2 separate regions of the Hordeum vulgare genome follow, and region 2 is linked to region 1. The links are chromatin contacts, called in public Hi-C maps. All regions are on one chromosome and are shown on one strand. The core of a region is the stretch at or near the end of the contact, and the rest is flanking DNA. Distances in the headings are between cores, read along the strand shown. Region 1 holds the start of LOC123396539 (protein MAO HUZI 4, chloroplastic-like). Region 2 has its middle 120 kb from the start of LOC123395129.

The links. Hi-C and Micro-C count contacts between places; a contact is called where the count stands out from the background.
Region 2: a Hi-C map of seedling shows a contact between it and region 1, with 2.8 times the contacts expected there. The contact joins the enhancer-like site here to the promoter of LOC123396539 in region 1. A contact is called at or near these places in 1 of 6 Hi-C or Micro-C datasets (seedling) and 1 of 1 datasets of contacts at active chromatin or transcription factors (embryo).

Annotation. Positions count from the first base shown.
Region 1 is chr5H:232,714,149-232,718,190 of MorexV3_pseudomolecules_assembly, reverse strand. It overlaps LOC123396539 (protein MAO HUZI 4, chloroplastic-like), which reads left to right and starts at 1,954. Exons shown (of 7, transcript XM_045091451.1): 1 at 1,954-1,961; 2 at 2,305-2,467; 3 at 2,534-2,627; 4 at 2,756-2,856; 5 at 2,952-3,080; 6 at 3,219-3,307; 7 at 3,401-3,631. The coding sequence starts at 1,954. The coding sequence ends at 3,539. It overlaps LOC123395270 (V-type proton ATPase 16 kDa proteolipid subunit-like), which reads right to left and starts at 1,491. Exons shown (of 3, transcript XM_045090234.1): 1 at 1,284-1,491; 2 at 753-1,038. The coding sequence starts at 1,362.
Region 2 is chr5H:233,139,440-233,143,481 of MorexV3_pseudomolecules_assembly, reverse strand. No RefSeq gene overlaps it. Among protein-coding and RNA genes, the nearest start is that of LOC123395129, 120 kb to the right of the region's middle. Within about 2 kb of position 2,236, at least 3 of the 3 cell types and tissues checked have open chromatin away from gene starts, as enhancers often do. A contact at or near this core is called in seedling, where this site is marked.

The DNA of each region.
Region 1 (4,042 bases), core at 705-3,204:
ATCTGCTTAGCTAGTTCCAAGTTTGGGAGTTTCATCTAAGATAGCAGTACGCATACATATTGCCAAAACTTAACAGAGAGAATCATACTAACTAAACATATAGGACATCACACTAACTAGTAAACTACAAAGACCAGAACAAATGCAAAGTATACAGTTCAAAGAGCAGTATATATCAAAGCAGATCTACCACAAATAGACCAACTTACACAAAATTCATGGTGAAAGAAGTAATTTGACATAACAAAGGCTCATCATCTATAGTACGTATGTGTGGGAAGAAATAGTCAGTGATTTTTCTATAACTCAAGATTGTTTCCAAAGATAATCGGTACAACAAGCATATCATGCATATGTTCATCCTCAGGTTTCTTATAAATGAATCGTTAGTCTGGGTCATAAACAACATAAGTGGATTTATGTAGAGAAAGATCCGTGCTGTAACTGAAATTTACTTCAGTTATTAAGGCTATATTGGAGTATATTGAGACAACCAAATAAATGAAACTTGAACAGGGAGTCTACGGAGATGCAAATCTCAAACAGAATCAGGTCTATGGAATTGGGTCAGAACCATCCACCTAAATGCATCCCTTCAAATGCAACACATGCGCCTGCTAGATACAACTATGTAGACACAGGCGTGAGGCATGTGCATTAACAATGCAAATTAACTACGTAGTATCAACTAACCAACATACCAGCAAAATCAGTGCGCACAACACAATAAGAGATGATAAATTGTGCTTTACCTGACTCCAGCATCACCAACAATGCCAATGGCCATGCCAGCAGCAAGGCCAGCAAGGCCACAGGCGAGCCCGGACGAGAGGTGGGCATAGCCATCGAAGAGATAGTAGGGCTTGGCCTTGGGGTTGATCCCGGTACTGATGATGACGGCGATGATAAGCCCGTAGATACCGAGCACTCCAGCCATGACAACGGGCACGATGGACTTCATGACGAGCTCCGGGCGCATGACTCCCATGGACGCCACGCCGACGCCGCTCTTGGCCGTCCCGTAGGCCGCCCCCATGCCTGCAAGCCAGGGACACAGAGAGATCTCTCGTCAACGATCGCAGGGACTAAACTAACCCAGAACCAAAGCGCGCGATACGTCTCGTCTGCTAAACAAATCGAATCTACGGAATCGAACGACCGGCGCGCTAGAAGGGACAACGCTGGGCCGATCCGGGCGGATCAGAGCTCCAACCTTGTTCCCCCAACTACTATGTAAGCTACACAAAGGCTGGCAAGTTTACGAGCGATGGGAGAGGGCGTACATGAGAAGACGAGCGCCGCGGCGGCGCCGAGAAAGCCGAAGAAGGGGGCGGTCTCATCGCCGCTGAACACCGACGACATCTTCCTCCTGCTGCTGCTGCTGCGATCGGCGGTCTGCTCGCTCGTCCACCCAAGGGAGAGCTCGAGCTTTCCTTTTGTCGCTTTGGGATTTGGTCTGGGCTTCCACGATCTGATCTGAGGAGGGCGTTGGAGTTGGAGATTAGGGGGAAGAAGAAGACGGGGGTGGGGGTGGGGCGGAATGCTTTTTGCTGGACGGTTTTGCCCCTCTGGATGTAGGAGCCGTGGACCCGTGGTTGCCCGGTCAGGAGGGGCACCGATGCCCTTGTCTGCCTCTGGGTGCAGATTGTAGAATTGGTGTCTCACTGCTCGTGGGCCACGTGGAACGAGCCTTGCGTGGTTGATGTCGTCCCAGCCTTTCGCGTACCGATGGGTCGTGCTCTACTCATCTACTACTGGTCGTCTCTCGAAGATGACAGGCAGGGTGAAGTTTGTGAATCGTGGGTCATTCATCGGCGTCAAGATTCGTAAATTAGTTTGTGAATATACATTGTGTTGTTACGTTTGTTATCTTCTATACCTACTAATAAAGCAAATAGTGTTTCTGTCCTCCGTCATAATATTTACCCCCGAAATTGATAATAATTACCGCCCATGCCACGGTAAGTAAGGAAAAATTGTTCGTTTCTGTACAAAAATCGTGATGATGATCTATGAAACCTTAGAAGCGATATTCTGAAGTAAGCCCTTGGTGCCGCAGTGGCTGGAGCCTGAACATTCTATCACATAGACGCGGGTTTGAGCCCAAGTTCTTCCTTTTTTCATTTTTAATCTTTTTCCTTTCCTATCCTTATCTCTCCCTAATAACAAAGCAAATACGGTTTCTGGTCGTCCGTAGTGGCATTTTTGCAAAACGGTCCCTTCGTTTTCAGTTAATCAACCCGCAGTCCTTTCTTAAGTGAGGAAAACTTTCATTTTTATGAATAAGACCCTACGTTTTCCGAGGCGTGGCGGCAGCAGACGGCGCGCTCGCCAGATCCAATCGACGGCGGCGCGCGACGCAGCTGGCGATGGGCGGCGCGACGGCTGGGTGCGGGGCTTCGGCTCGGCGTTTCTGGCCGGGGAACGGGCGGCGCGGCGAGGGGGAAAGTCGGGGGCGCTGCTGGCTGTCAGGCGGACGACGGCGCCGCGCATGGCCGCCGTCTCCTCCGGCCAGCTTCGCGCGTGCTCCTAGGGCGCGCCGCTCCCTCTCCAGGCGGAGCTCGCCGCGGCCCCTCCTCGACCGGGCGCCGCCCGGTGCAAGGCGCCTCTACTCCGGCCTCGCGCATGTACGCACCCGCGCCACACTTCTCCCCCCACTTTTCTTTCACCAAGGGTTGACAATTACAGCAGTAGCCGGTCGAGCGGGCGGTCGCGACCACCATGGTTGGATTGACTAGACTCTTGCTTTTGGCAGGGTTGTCGACGTCCCAGATCGCCAGCTCCGCCTTCACCCTGGGCACCGTCGCCGTGCTCCCCTTCTACACGCTCATGATCGCTGCCCCCAACGCCAACATCGTAAGCCCACCATTGCTTCCGCAACATTCAGTGAGTATTCACCCACTATACGCAGCGGCCGGACTCATGTCTTCTTCTTCCTGCTACTGCCGCAGACTAAGCGCACAGTGGAGAGCACCGCCCCCTACGTGGCCCTCGGCATCCTCTACGCCTACCTGCTCCACCTCTCCTGGACATCCGACACCATCCGCGCCATGTTCGCCAGCAAGTACTGGCTCTCGGAGGTCACCACCCCTCACGATCTCTGAATGTCCAATACTTGCAGCAATACTAAAATCCAGTACTAGCATTGTGCAGTGTCTGAATGTTCTTGTGCCGTGGCAAAATGTGTAACATGTTTTGTTCCTCCATCTCGCGTGTAGTTGCCTGACATTGTGAGGATGTTTGCGAGCGAGATGACCGTCGCCTCCGCCTGGATCCACCTCCTTGCCGTCGACCTCTTCGTTGCAAGGTCAGTTGGCCAAATTTTTTGTTCGCTTTCACGTGTATGTGATTGTAAGGAGCTTGATGCTCATGTTTGTGTCTTTCCTTGCTGGTGGTGCAGACAGGTGTACCATAATGGCATCAAGAACAACATTGAGACCAGGCATTCGGTTTCCCTGTGCCTGCTCTTCTGCCCCATCGGGATAGCCGCTCACGCGCTCACTAAGGTACTGGCGGGTTCGACAGGTCGATCGCACTAACGACGACCATCGATTGCGTGTTGGCAGGCTCACCTTGTTTAGATGGCTCAGATCGTGAGATTCAGATATATGAATAAAATTGATTTGATGCACCATTTGTCCCATATAGATTTCAGATTGATTATTTGGCCTGACAAACTGAATCTACTTGCCAGTGAGATTCAGATATATGAATAAAATTGATTTGATGCACCATTTGTCCCATATAGATTTCAGATTGATTATTTGGCCTGACAAACTGAATCTACTTGCCATCATGGGTTGTTCACAGAAGGTAAGGACAGCTGATTTGTATGCTATCTGATTCCTGTTACCAAGAAATGTACAACTAATTTTATCAGGTCTCGGATGAATAACGACACAAATGTAAAGGAACCAAGGATGTGAGAAGACAAAACATTGTTGTGAACTGTACACCTGAGGATTGGGTTATTATTGTTCAAGCAAATATACTACTCCCTCCGTTCCATAGTGTAGTGCATATATATTTTCAAGATAGTCAA
Region 2 (4,042 bases), core at 987-3,486, 430 kb before region 1:
AGTGCTCAATATGGAACATAACACCGGTACACAAGTAACTAGGGCGACAAAGGTGGAACAAAACATGGAGCAAAAGGCCAAGCCTTCCACCTTTTACCAAGTATATATGTGCATTAAATTAAATAGCAATACTATTGTGATATCCCAAAAATATTCATGTTGTCACATGAAACCAACTTCCACTTGTAACTAACAATGCTATAAGAAGGGCTAAGCAAGTGGTAACCTAGCCAAACAATGGTTTGCTCGGATTTGGAGGGGTTAGAGGCTTTTCATGGCAATGTTGGGAGGCTTGACATTAAAGTGGTAGGTAACGAGACATAACGATAGAAGGGAGACAACTAGCATAGCAATGATAGTAGTGGTATTCAGGGAAATGGTCATCTTGCGTGAGATTCCGCTTGGAAGAAGAAAGAATCCTTGAAGAAGACGAACATACCTAGTTGAACGAATCCTCACACTCCAAATCGGTTTGGATCTCCAGCGAGGAGAAGTAAATCCAAAAATAAACAAACAACACACGGTAAACACCACAACACATTCATGATTTGATATGCAAACAAGTATGATGCATGTCCGGTTAAAATAGGCATTACATGGCAAGATGCAACAATCAATCACTAGAAATTAAGTGAAGTTCAATATGCAACGAGTTGCATAATGAAGATACTCCATGTTCGAATAATTTAGTTCACTTTAATTTATTTAAATGACAGGATTAAATGTTGCTAAACATGACACGAGGTGAAGCATTAGTAGACTACATATTTAGGCATGTTTAAATGAGGCCGGAATGAATCACAATTCCGAAAGTTCCCATATGTAATTTTCAAATTTGGTACGATTCTTCCCTAATCACAATTTTATTTGTTAAATAACAAAATAAATGCCACCATATTATTCTACACGTTTTTCTAGGCAAGTTACATATATACAACATTTTAATTGGAGTTATGATTTATTAGTTATGAAATAAACTATTTTAACATCGCAATGGTATAAATTAATGAGACAACAAATTTAAATATTTTTATCATGGATGGAATTTGGATATTGTTAGAGGGTGCTTGGATACGTTTTAGTCCCATGACTAAAAGTAATGAGACTAAAATTTGCTATCCCCACCCATGCTTGGATCCAAATACTAAAGTGACTAAAATCAAGTTAATGAGCATTTATTATCCTCCAAACCCCCTAATCCAGAACTTGCATGAGGAGTTAAATGAGGAGAGAGATGACTAATGCACATTTTAGTAGGGGTATGCCTGACTAAAAGATTTTAGCCTCAAGACTAGTTTTAGCCTCTCTTTAGTCAGGGGTGCTTGGAACTTTAGCCTCTTAAAGAGACTAGTTTTAGTCAGACTAGTTTTAGTCTCTTAGATCCAAGCACCCTCTTAATCTACACAAAAGTTTAGTCAAGTTTCATGCATAAATTGTTTCAATCTGATACAAGGTTCATAAGTTATTAGCGGTTCTAAATCATGACATTTTCTGTAATTATATTTTCTAGGATTAATTGGGAAAACATTCTATAGGAAAAATAATAATTAACTGGGCCGAATCTTCAGGGCGCATGATACTATATCATGCCCTGGGTGACAAATAGCGGTAGAGGAGGGGGGCGGATTGCACACATTGGGCCACAAAGCCGAATTTGGAGGCGCATTGGGCCCGATGGAGTTGGGCGTGAGGCACCGCTGGGCCTGGCAGTCAGTGGCCTAACGGAGCGCTGCGGCCTGAGAAAGATGGGAGCCCACATGCTCCATCGATTCGGTCAATGCAAGCAACGGAGGCATCGAGCGGAAGGTGGCACTGATGAACACAGGAGGCAGGGCGCGACACAGGGGAGATGGAGGCCAACGCGGCTGGAGCTTGAATCAGCGGTCCATGGGTTCGCATGAATGATAGATACGGGCGCAAGTTGAGGTTCTCCACGGATGCTGGGCTTGGAGCAGATCGGGTGTAGCCATGGCGAGGCTGGAGCTCCTAGATGGTGGCGTTGCAGCTTCGGGTGCCATGGCTGGAGCTGGTTTTTCGACAGGAGGTCTTGTACGTGCGTCCATGGCAACAATAAGAGAGAGAGATGGGAGGGAGAGGGAGGAAGGAGGAGATGGAGAGAGAGGGGCCGGCCTAGATGAGGTCGCCAGCGCGCGGGGCGCGGCTGTAGGGGACGCGCACGGGGTGCTCCTGCAGCTGCTGGGAGGGAGGAGGAGCTCGGGCCAGAGGAGAACTTAGCGTAGGTGCACAGGCGAGTGTACTCGCTAGCGGCGGGGACAACGACGGTTGCTCGGAGATGCTCCGGTCGGCCCCTCGATTGGATCGAGCGGGAGCTCGGCTGTGGCTGCGGGCTAGCACTGCTACGGGGACACACACGCCCTAGCGTAGGTAAGGGCTGGCTAGGGTTGGATTGGGCAGGGGTAGGCCGCAGTCCTGGCCAAACGGGCCGGCCTGACCCGCCACAATCGTGCCAGGCACGGCACGGCACGCGTGGGTCTGATTATTAAACAGGCCGTGACGTGCGCGCGTGCACAGCCTTCCGGTCCAGGCACGGCACGGAGGCTATACAGGCCAGCTTGTAGGCACGCCACGCCCGTTAGGCTGCTAGTTCTTTTTGTTGTTGTTATTTGGGCTGATTTTGACCTGTTAGGCTGGTTTTTAGGCCGACTTTAATGTATTGGGCTGTGTTTTCGGTCGATTTTGTCCTATTAGGTTATTTTTTATAATATATGTGTAAAATAAATAATAAAATGGTAAACGGGCCGTGCCGGCCCGCGTGCCCGGCCTCCAGGCCCAGGCACGACCCGAGGCGTGCCGCGTGCCTGGCAAGGCCCGTTTAAGTCGTGTCGGGCCGGGGCCGTGTCGTGCCTGGCTGGCGTGCTTTCGGGCCGGCCCATAAAGCACGGCCCATTTTGCCAGCTTTGGTAGGCGGTCGCAATCCTGGCCAAACGGGCCGGCCCGGCACGGCCCGGGCTAGCCCGCCACAATCATGCAAGGCACGACACGGCACGCGTGGGCCCGATTATTAAACAAGCCATGCCATGCCAGCCCGCGTGCACAGCCTCCCGGTCCAGGCACGGCACGGAGGCTACACGGGCCGGCCCGTAGGCACGCCAGGCCTGCGAGCCTGCTATTTTTTTATTTTTTGTTGTTATTTGGGCTGATTTTGGCCTGTTAGGCTGGTTTTTCGGCCCACTTTAACGTATTGGGCTGTGTTTTGGGCCGATTTTGGCCTATTAGGTTATTTTTTTATCCTATATATATAAAATAAATAATAAAATGGTAAATGGGTTTTGCCGTGCCGGCCCGCGTGCCCATCCTCCAGGCCCAGGCACGGCCCGAGGCGTGTCGCGTGCCTGGCACGACCCGTTTAAGTCGTGCTGGGCCGAGCTCGTGTGGTGCCTGGCTGGCGTGATTTCTGGTCGGCCCATAAAGCACGGCCCGTTTGGTCAGCTTTGGGCGGTAGGGGGAGAGCGCTGGTTGATTGGGGATGGATCTCGAGGGAGCTGGTTGTGGGTGGCGGCAGCACCGTGGAAAACGAGGTATCTTGTCCCTAACTCCTAGGGTTTGGTTTAGAAATGGACTCGGTGATTGCTATACATATAGTAGGTACGTTAGTTTAGGGCTATTTGGACCCTCCGATTTAGATCGGATGGTCCAAAAAATTGTCTAGGCGTGTCCAATTGCGAAACGGATGATGGTTCGGGATATTTCGGGGTTGATTCGAATCCAACAATCATGACTCGATGATTCGGGTTCGGGGAAATTATCGAGCGCGCGAGGGGGTGTGTGTAGTGTGCACACAGGCTATGCATAACAAAGATGGAAAACGCGGGATGCCCGACAATAGATTTTTAATTACTAAAAGCGTTTGTGATTTGACTTGTTGTAGTGTCACTATAGTTATCCATTGGTGTATCAAACGATCTCCGAATACGATTAAACTTGGCACGCAGTCTACCTATATTAAATTAAGACCGCACACCAACTTTCTACTCATCCAGAGAATGTTTTATACACACTTTTACAAACAATATTTTAACAA